Regions from separate parts of the Hordeum vulgare genome. Here region 2 is linked to region 1. A link is a contact called in public Hi-C data. All regions are on one chromosome and are shown on one strand. The core of a region is the stretch at or near the end of the contact, and the rest is flanking DNA. Distances in the headings are between cores, read along the strand shown. Region 1 holds the start of LOC123398877 (peroxidase 24-like). Region 2 holds the start of LOC123395435 (poly [ADP-ribose] polymerase tankyrase-2-like).

Region 1 (4,975 bases), core at 1,824-4,323:
AACAATGAAAATTAATGCTATGTCTTAAATTCACCTTCAATCCTCTTGACTGCAATCATTTTTGCTTGGACTACCCGAACGAATATTGCTTCATGTCACCAATAACTTTAAGGGGTCAACTCCTTTGACACAATCTTCTCGCTGTCAATCTTCTCGAAATGTTACCGCTCCGACCAGCCACAACCTCACCGGGACATCGGATCCCACGGGAGCATGCTGTCCGGTTCGCACCGGCTATCCAAATGTCTAAATATCATCCTTGTTCATGTGAATTATGTTCGTATTTTTGTTTCATCCACTTCAAATGGGGGGATAGGTGATGGTCACGCCCGAATGTGTCAGTACATATTTTTTCTTCGATAAAGGACATTTCACTGCATTGATTTATCAAGGTGATACAGCCACATCAAAAGAATGCCCGACCTCTGCCTAACATGATGCACACAGCCGACAAGTCCAGAAGACCAAAAATAAACATTGTTTTGTAGCAAAAATAAATCAATCCAGCCTAGGGTGGGTTAGATCCTACCCACAGATTACACCGCCATCCATGGAGGGAGAAAACCTCCCTAATTCTACGCTCAAGTTGGGTAGACGCCATCATAAAAAGGTCTCTGTCCTCCGTCCTCTACAGTATAGACCAAGTACGGAGCCATCATGTACATGCATGAATAACCTGCACTAGAGAAGAAACACATTTATTATTAAAAACCACATCATTCCTGGTAAGTCACAATGCCCAGCATAAGACAACCGCCCCACAAGAATATATGCAGAAAATTGTTTATCAATACCCCGCAATCAATTGTCAAACATGTTACGTGCACTACGTGGGGGGTATAGATTGGAAGCTACTTGAACAATGGCTCATGCCGCCCGAACGAACTTACACTCAAAATATAAGTATTTAATAGACTCGCCATGTTGGCAAAAGACACATGTTTTACTACCTTGCGAGTTACACCGTGCCAGGTTATCTCTAGTTAAGATGAACCCTCTGCTTAAAAACCGGAGGAATATCTTCACTCTTAGAGGTATTTTTAGCTTCCATAATTTTTTGTTATCAACGGGCCGGGAACATCACTATGAAACATTTCATCGTACAAGGATTTCACTAAGAAACTGCCATTCCGATGCAGCTTCCATCGAAACTTGCCCGGCTCGCTTATCAGTTGAATATCCACTAGATGAGAGAGTAATTCATTCCATGCTACTAGGCAAGGGCCAAAGAGGTCCATATGAAAAGAAATATCGGGGTTTTCTTGTCCCAACACTTGTTTGATTGTAGAAAATTTATGTCTCATAATCCTATACAAGTTAGGGTACACTGCACCATAAGTGGGATGGTCCTAGCGAGGTATCTTCCTAGAATTGAACCCTAACTGAGAAAATACGAAATTGAAAAAGAATTCCTTGGCATTCGTGACACCAAACCAAAAATGTGAATCACCGGCTTCCCAATGAACTTGAGAAATAGCTTTGCACCCCACGTATTTATTACGAATGATTTCCTATCACACTCCATTTCCAGTGAGTAATTTATATACCCATTTACTCAGAAGAGAGATGTTTGTTTTATCTCGAGATCTTGAATTCCAAGCCCCCCTTGACTTTTGGGGCGACATAATACATTCCACCTAGCCAGCCGATATTTCTTGAATTTATTATTGCATTGCCAAAAATATTGCATCTAAAGTAACCGAGACACTGAAAACCCCCTTTCGGTTAGCGAAAGAAAGACAACATGTATAGAACCATATTGCTAAGGACGAAATTGATCAAAATAAATCGTCCCCCATATGACAAGAGTCTGGCCTTCCAACTGGCTAGCCGTTTCTCAAGTCTCTCTTCCACATACTTCCACTCGACGATAGTTAAGCGCTCATAGTGAATCGGAATATTGAGATACCGAATCGGGATCTGTCCGAGATGGCAGCCAAGAATGCTAGCATACTCAGTTGTCGACTGTGCAGCGTCTCCGAAGCAAAAAAAGCTCTCTCTTATGAAAATTAGTTTTAAGACCAGATAGCTCCTCAAATGCATATAAAAGCTACTTGAGGTTTCTTGCTTTGTCTAGATCATTATTTATTCATAAAAAGAATAATGTCATTCGCATATTGTAGAATAGACAAACTTTCTTCTACCAAATAGGGAATAACACCATTAATCTGACCGACCACCTTAGCTCTCTCAACACGGATAGCTAACATGTCGGCCGCGATGTTAGATAAAAGGGATAATTGAATTTATGTCCCTAATTAGATCACACTCGGCAGTTTTACCCCTAATTTCTGAAAACACTCGTTCCCGCCCAAACCACTTTCTTCGCTTATGCTTTTGCCCTTTGACTATTTGACCGTCACTTTAAAAACTTCATAAAATGTTCATACTAACTCAGAAAAAATCAAATAAGATATCAAAGTGTTCACAAAAACATCACCTATATATGCATGCCATTTGCATTCTTGATAAAAAATGTTGGAAAGTCACCATTCTTTATTCAAATAAAACTTAAATGGGGTCTTTCCAACATTTTTGTTGTGAATGCGAATGGCATACATATAGGCTATGTTTTTGTAACATTTTAATATCTTATTTGATTTTTTATGAAGTTTTTAAAGTAATGATCAGACGGTCAAAGATTTAGTTATCCGCGTTGGAGTTCCCCTTGCACTTCGGATTTGGTGCATCGCATCGTCAGTTTTGTAGGCTAGCTATTGTTTGTTTTGTACTAGGAGTACTAGCTAGGCAGTAGCCTTGTGTGTATTACGTGTGATGCGCGGTGGATACCGTCCCTGTACTGGCGATGGCCAACTAATTCCGTTGCTCGGAGCACTCGAGCGGGTAAGGTAGGTAGCTAGAGGTTCGCTGTTACCCATAGCTGGAGCGGCACGCGTTTGCACCCAACCAAGGTCCGTCACGCAAAACGTCACCGGTTCGGTAGTCGATGACAAATCGGACGGCTAGCTGAGCTGCGATTTCTACTTGGGACCTCACCGCACCGGCCGAGATGAATGCCGGCGGGCGCACGCTGACGCTGTGGCTGGGCTTTATAAACCTTTAATAAGCGCACACAGGCACAGCCTTGCCACACACCCATGAGCAGCTGAGCTCCCATTATTCTCACCTGCCGATCGCTGTGTCCATCGCTCTCTCGCCACCATCACTCGCGTCATCCTACGTACGCCGGCTTAGCTAGAGCTATCTCGATGACCAGACCAGCGCCGTCGCCGCTGCTCGTGTTGGTCGTGCTGGTCGGCGCGCTGGCCGGCGGACGCGAGGCGGCGCTGCTGAAGGCGCACTTCTACAGGCCCAGCTGCCCGGCGGCGGAGGCGGTGGTGCGCGACATCGTGCTGGCCCGCGTCGCCGCCGACCCCGCCGCGCTGCCGGCGAGGCTGCTCCGCCTCTTCTTCCACGACTGTTTCGTCAGGGTACGTATGTACAGAAAAAGGCGCTCACGCTCTGCGCGCGCATGGCTGACGGACGTCGTGCTGATTCGTGTACGTAGGGGTGCGACGCGTCGCTGCTGATCGACTCGACGGCGGGCAACACCGCGGAGAAGGACGCTGCGCCGAACGGGTCGCTGGGCGGCTTCGACGTCATCGACACCGCCAAGGCCGTGCTGGAGGCCGTCTGCCCCGGCGTCGTCTCCTGCGCCGACATCGTCGCGCTCGCTGCAAGGGACGCCATCTCCTTCCAGGTCGGTCAGTCGTCGATCGTGCTTGCATCACTCAATTACTACTTAATATGCATGCATGTACGGCTAATTAGCTACTCCTAATTATAAATGGAATACGCTTAGAGTTGACGCGCGTGCGCTGCATGCATATGCAGTTCGGTCGTGACCTGTGGGACGTGCAGCTCGGGCGGCGCGACGGCGTGGTATCCAGCGCGTCGGAGGTGCTGTCCGACATACCCTCGCCGTCGGATAACTTCACTGTGCTTGAGGCCAAATTCGCCAGCAAGGGCCTCGACGTCAAGGACCTCGTCATCCTCTCGGGTACATACATATCAAGTCAACATCATTAAGTTTACTCACACACACAAAATAAAAGAAAAAGATAACGCCCACACGTATGGGCGTTTGTAAACCGTCCACACACATGGATCTCCGTCCGTTTAGGGTTGCACTAATCTTTGCAAATTTTATATACCACGTATGATCGGGTCGGTGTGTGGACGTGCATCCTCTTCGCCCGCACGTCCATTGTCTTTCGGATTGCTTTTGCAGTGCCAAGCCTGTGTGGTGGGTCGACGTTTGCGCCCACACGCCACGCAATTTCCCTCAACTACTGCATGGCAACTACATGTGCATAGTTGTTGTTCAATCTGCATGGCAACTATCATGAAAACTGACAGCAACTGTCAGCAAAGTGGAATGGCAACTGCTTTTCATTCCATCTTCTTTGGCTGCTCGTCGGCATGGCAACTACTCTCCCTGCATGGCAACTATCGAATGTGTGATGAGAGCGCGGTGCCAAGCCACGGTCGTGCGGGCGATCGGCCCAGCCAAGTGGGATGGCAACTGCTTTTTCATTTCATCTCCTCTGGCTGCTCGTCTGCATGGCAACTACTTTCCCTTTATGGCAACTACCGAACGTGGAGGACAGCAGCAGTGGCAATCCAGGGCCGTGCGGGCGAATGGCCCAGCCATCGGTCGTGCGGGCTGCAGGTTGAGACGCCCGAACGTGGGCATGTGGGATGCCCTGGGTGGATGCCACAGAGGGTGTGCGGCAGGTACCTTCTACCCGCAGTATGTGCGGCAGATATGGCGACCCAAAAAAATCATTAGGTTTATTTTTGCGTGGAACATCATCAAGTTTAACAAGAGTATATGCGTAGTACGACCTGGACGCCTGGTCGATGACTGTTCATACAGAATCTCCTCATGGATACTACTCCCTCTATTTCTAAATATAAGTTTTTTTTAGAGTTTTCGCTAGGAAAACTACATACGAACGTATATGAACATATT
Region 2 (4,975 bases), core at 1,398-3,897, 210 kb before region 1:
TCTTAGATAACTATGCGCTTACTTCATTCCCAAGTAATATGTGTTCTTTCTCCCTCATATAAATAGACCATCTTTGTTATTAGTATAGATTAATGGGTCTCTAATTCATTATTCATTCTCGTTCTTTACTTTTTTATTTTAAACAAACACAATTATTCCCTACGTTCTAGAAAGGCGAGTGCTATGCATCAGTTGGTCGAAAAGTTGAGAAAATCATCCGCCTTCTTAGCCGTAGGATTCACCCCTTCGAGCCGTTTGATTAGTCAAACTTGACCCGTCGTTGGTTCACTACTCTTCGCGTCTCGCGCCGACACCTAGCATCGTCGACCCTGTTTGCCAACGGTGTTTGCATCGCGTGGCTCACTACTGACTTGCAGTGTCGTTCGACGCAACACGCTTCAGTAGTTTCTACCGTCCTTGCAATAGACGTCGGCCTTGTCTCCCCTTGTGTGCTGGATTGCAGGAGTACAACGAGCGGCCCCGTCTCCGACGTCCCTTTTCTCGTCGCGTCACAACACCGACGATGAGAGGCGCCTGTCTCCCCTTGCGTGTTGCATTGCAGCAGTATGCCGAGCGGCTCTCGCCTCCAGCGTCTCCCTTGTGCTGCGTTGGAGCACAGACGACAATCGACATATGCATCCTCTACCATGATGCATTGCACCGAGCGGAGGACATGTGCTACGTCCCCCTTGTGCTACATTGCAGCATCGACGGCGAGCGGCATCGGCACCCCCTTGCGTGTTGCATTCTAGCGAGCGGCGGCCATCTCTGACGCCCCCCTTGTGTTGCATTGCAGCACCGACGATGGACGGTGCTGGCCTCCCCTTGCGTGCTGTGTTGTAGCAGTATGAGCGACGCCGTCTCCAACATCTTGCTTTGTGTCGCATTGCAACCCCGACGATGAGCTGCAGTGCAATCGTGGCAAGGATGCATCGCGTCGCCCCGTCGTTTGGAGCAAAAATAGATGTTGACGCGGGGATGCACCGGGAGGTGGTCGTCGTTGTTCCTCTCGGTTCGCTACAGCGATGGGTGAGTGGTTGCAGTCTTCACAAAAGCCATCTCGTGTCTCAGTGCGACGAACAAAAGAAAGAGATAGGAGGGGAAAGATGAACATGAGAACCTACGAACGAAGAAGCGCGTACGAAGAGATAAGAAGAGGCTAGAGGGGAATAGGGACACGTGTTGACTAGTGGACGCGGTTTACGGAAGGAGAGAATCAGTCGGTTGAATTAAGGCCAACTTCAGCGGGCGACCCTATCTTGTCTGCTCGCGTCCATTTTGGGCAAAAGGGACACACCACGTGGCCCAGCGCGCGGGTGCAAACGGACGTTTGTCCGTTTTCTGTCCGCTTTTGACCCATTTCCGGACCAAACTTGGTCCGATTTTGAGGTGAAAGGGACAGCGCGCGGATGCCGCACAGACGGGCGGGACGCGCGCGCTTGTCCTCCCGTGGCCCGCCCGTTGGTGGCACAAAGCAGCACGACCTTCCCGCCCCATGCCCCATTCCAATTCATTTCCCCCCAAAACCCTCCCACGCCCCGCCCTCCCCTCCGCCCGCCTTGGCCAATCCCCCGCCGAATTCCGATGACCCGACTGTCGTCCCGGCCACCAAGGCGAAGAAGAAGAAGGCGCCCAAGGGTATGAAGGAGACGCGGTCGGAACTCACGTCGGAGGAGATCGCAAAGCTGGACGTGGAATCGGCCAAGAGGCGGAACCGGCGGGCGGAGGCGAAGCGGAAGGACGCCGCGTCCGCGTACGCCATCGAGCATGCTGCGTTGGAGGCCGCACGACAGAAGGCCGATGCTTAAGAGAAGGAGGCCATCGTCAGCAAGGCGCACGCCCTCCTCATGATGAGGTTGTGCCGTTCGATGAGCTTCTCGGTTGCGCCCGTCGGGCCGGCGAGCACATGCTCGTCGGTTGTCCGGCCTTCGCAGTGCCGCTCCACGACGTCGTCGACCACACCATTGTCGCCCGGTTTCCCTCCGCCCACGTGCCAAGCCCATACCCGTTTATCGGGGTCGCCAGAAGTCAGCGTGATCGCGCCGTTCATGCCGCGCCCCCTCGGCCGTCATCGACCTCAACGTCACGCCGGGTCGTGCAGCGGCGGCCGCCCGTCCGTGGAGATGCAAAGAAAGCAAGCCGACCGTGTTGCCGGCCGCTGGCTGTGTTGCCGGCGAGGACGTGTAGGCTGGCCGTGTTGCCGCGTGATCTAAGGCCGCTTGCGTGAACTATGGGCCGTGGCTATTCGAATGCTTGTGTTTGAAAATGAGGCGGAGAGGATACGGCCAAGGATGCGTCCGCGTGTTGGGCGCACGGTCACCGTATCCCAGAAATGACCCAAGCACGACCCCATTACCCGTTCCAAACGGACAGAATTCGGACAAAACGAATGTTTGGATGGGGTCGCGCGCTGAAGTTGGTCTAAACACGTTTGCTTGTGCAAAAGGCGCCGGTTAAAAAAAAGATTTAGATTGATGAACAGAGGAAAGTAGTGTTTCCACCTATCGTCCTCGCAGCGGATCCACCGGCCACCCGACATCGCATTCGAGTCTCGAGCATCAGGTACCCACCGAAAAGATAAAGAAACTAGAGCAACCTCACGTGACACGGAAGCAAAACTAGCGTGACACGCGTTAACATTACTAGCATGGACACGTGAGGCCCACTCGTTTCCCGTGCACTCCACGAGCCCCGTCTGGCGCCACATACCACCGCCTGCTTTCCCCTCCCCCTACCCAAATCCTCACTCCACTCGCCCCGCCCAGCCCAGCCAGATCTTTGGAACCTTCAGCAACCCTAGGGCCCCAGCGAGAGGGCACTGCCTCTGCCGCCGCCATGGCCCCCAACCCCGCCGCAATCGCCCTCCTGGCCGCCCTCGACGGCAATCTCCGCCTCCTCAAGAGTAAGTGCCGTCGTCTTTGCCGCTGTCTCCTCTTCTATCTAGTGTCGGATGAAATGCTTTTTGATACCGGCGTCTCCATTGTCCCGGACACTCTCGTCTAGTAATGCTTATGTAGCGTGGTCGAATCTGATGTTCTCTCCGGTTAGTTTCTGAAAAAAACGGGCGTTAGTTCCTTCGGCTTTGTTCTTCAAGTTAGGCAGTAACCACCTTTTTTTTTTAGACTGCATCTGCATGTATAGATAACTTCCGTATCTAGGTCGATCTGGAGCCTCAGACGGTGCAAATATCTCCTCAATCCACCACGCTCCTCAGAATTTTCATGATTGTGTTATTTGATTTTTGTTGCATCTGCAATTTCTCTATGCTAGAAATGTCCAAGAAGATGGATTTGAGGCAAACAAAGGACCCCAAAGGGCTAAACGCACTCCATTTCGCTGCAAATAAGGGGTCCCTGGAGATTTGTAAGTTCCTGGTGGAGGAAGTGGGGGTCGATATCAACTCCGTGTCAAGCGTAGGTAAAATCTGTGCACCAATAACAGGAGGCTCGACCTTGATTATATCAGTACTTGCTGCTGAAATGCTGCATTCTCCTTGTAGGTGCAACACCGATGTTTTACGCTGCACTGAAGGGAAATGTTCAGGTTGCCAGGTATCTTCTAGATCATGGCAGCGATCCGGCAAAACCTAGTGAGAGGGGCTTAACGCCGCTGCACAATGCAGCAGAGCATGGTGCGTTCCTCATTCTTCATTTCACTTAGTCTCTGAAATAGATGGAAGGCTTACAGGATAGTACTAGCTTACAAATGTTCTTTATACTATGTAGAAGCTCCTTCTCTGCTTAACTTGGCCTTCATTATATATTTGTTGTGCCTCTAGGTCATTGTGAGATTGTAAGACTGTTGCTGTCCAAAGGAGTTGACGTGGATGTTATCAATTACCGAGGGACACCATTGCACATGACTGCTGCAAAGGGTCAGCATCAGGCCATGAAAATTCTGCTGGAGCATGGCGCTGATGTAAGCTGTTGATTTCACACCTAATCGCATTGCATGCACAGTTCTAAATAAAAAATAAAATGCGAAAATTAGTTACCTTTAGCTTGAAGATGATGAAATGGTTCGCTCTGGAGATGCATCAGAATACTTGCTGGGCATAATTTTAATTATTCATTCGCGATTCATTTGCCTTACAGCCCAACAGAGTAGTCAATCATATCTTCTCACCACTAATGATGGCATGCTGTGGGAACTCCTTGGAATGCATGAAGCTACTGATTGAGGTCCGGTAACTTGTCTGCTCAATTTAACGTATTTATGTTTGACTAGTCAATTATGTCGACCTCTAAACAATTGTTTGGAGCAGAATGCAGGTTAAATGTGCAAATCCTATCTCTAAAGCTACCTTCGCATTTTGTATTTTCAATTCAATAGGCTGGTGCTGATGTGAATGGTAATAGTACCTCTGGACCAACTCCTTTAACGGGGGCAGTTGATGATGGCTCAACTGAATTCGTCAAGTTCTTGCTGGAGGCTGGAGCTGACCCTAACATTCCTAACCAGGTAAAATAGCTGCGGCTTTGGTGCTTCTGTTTAGCTATTTTAATGCTTTCATGCTCGCAGTCTTGCCTCCCTTGCAGACCTATGGCTGCATGGGAATCTATTATGCTATTACTAAGGTATCCCGATCAAAAAGTTGTGTTGTATACTCACTATAGACTGACCATGTGTCAAGTATTGTGCCACCAGTGTGTATGATCTGAACCTACCGGTCTGACGATTTTAGCGAGTGCCACGATTACTCTGAGCCTAACAGAATCACAACACTCGATGAAACTTCAGAAGTTCAGAGTGATGTTGCTACATCTTCAAATTTTGTTAGCTTCAAAATTCTAATAGTCTAATACGGCCATCAGGATGAATTGATGAATAACTAGTTTTTATGATATTTTGCCGGCATAACATAGCACAGAGAACTAGGGTGAATTGTGCCTGCCTTGCCTTGCAATTCATGATTTTAATCATCTACCAAATTCCTTTTTCATAATGTTAAATCTTCCATTTTCTATGCTGTATC

The links. A called contact is a pair of places that touch in the nucleus more often than the background predicts.
Region 2: a contact with region 1 is called in a Hi-C map of leaf, with 6 times the contacts expected there. The contact joins the promoter of LOC123395435 here to the promoter of LOC123398877 in region 1. A contact is called at or near these places in 3 of 6 Hi-C or Micro-C datasets (leaf and seedling).

What each region holds. Positions count from the first base shown.
Region 1 is chr5H:134,117,334-134,122,308 of MorexV3_pseudomolecules_assembly, reverse strand. It overlaps LOC123398877 (peroxidase 24-like), which reads left to right and starts at 3,073. Exons shown (of 4, transcript XM_045093322.1): 1 at 3,073-3,431; 2 at 3,509-3,700; 3 at 3,835-4,000. The coding sequence starts at 3,210.
Region 2 is chr5H:134,326,407-134,331,381 of MorexV3_pseudomolecules_assembly, reverse strand. LOC123395435 (poly [ADP-ribose] polymerase tankyrase-2-like) reads left to right here and starts at 2,647. Exons shown (of 11, transcript XM_045090436.1): 1 at 2,647-2,902; 2 at 3,271-3,417; 3 at 3,500-3,631; 4 at 3,779-3,918; 5 at 4,095-4,181; 6 at 4,333-4,461. The coding sequence starts at 2,836.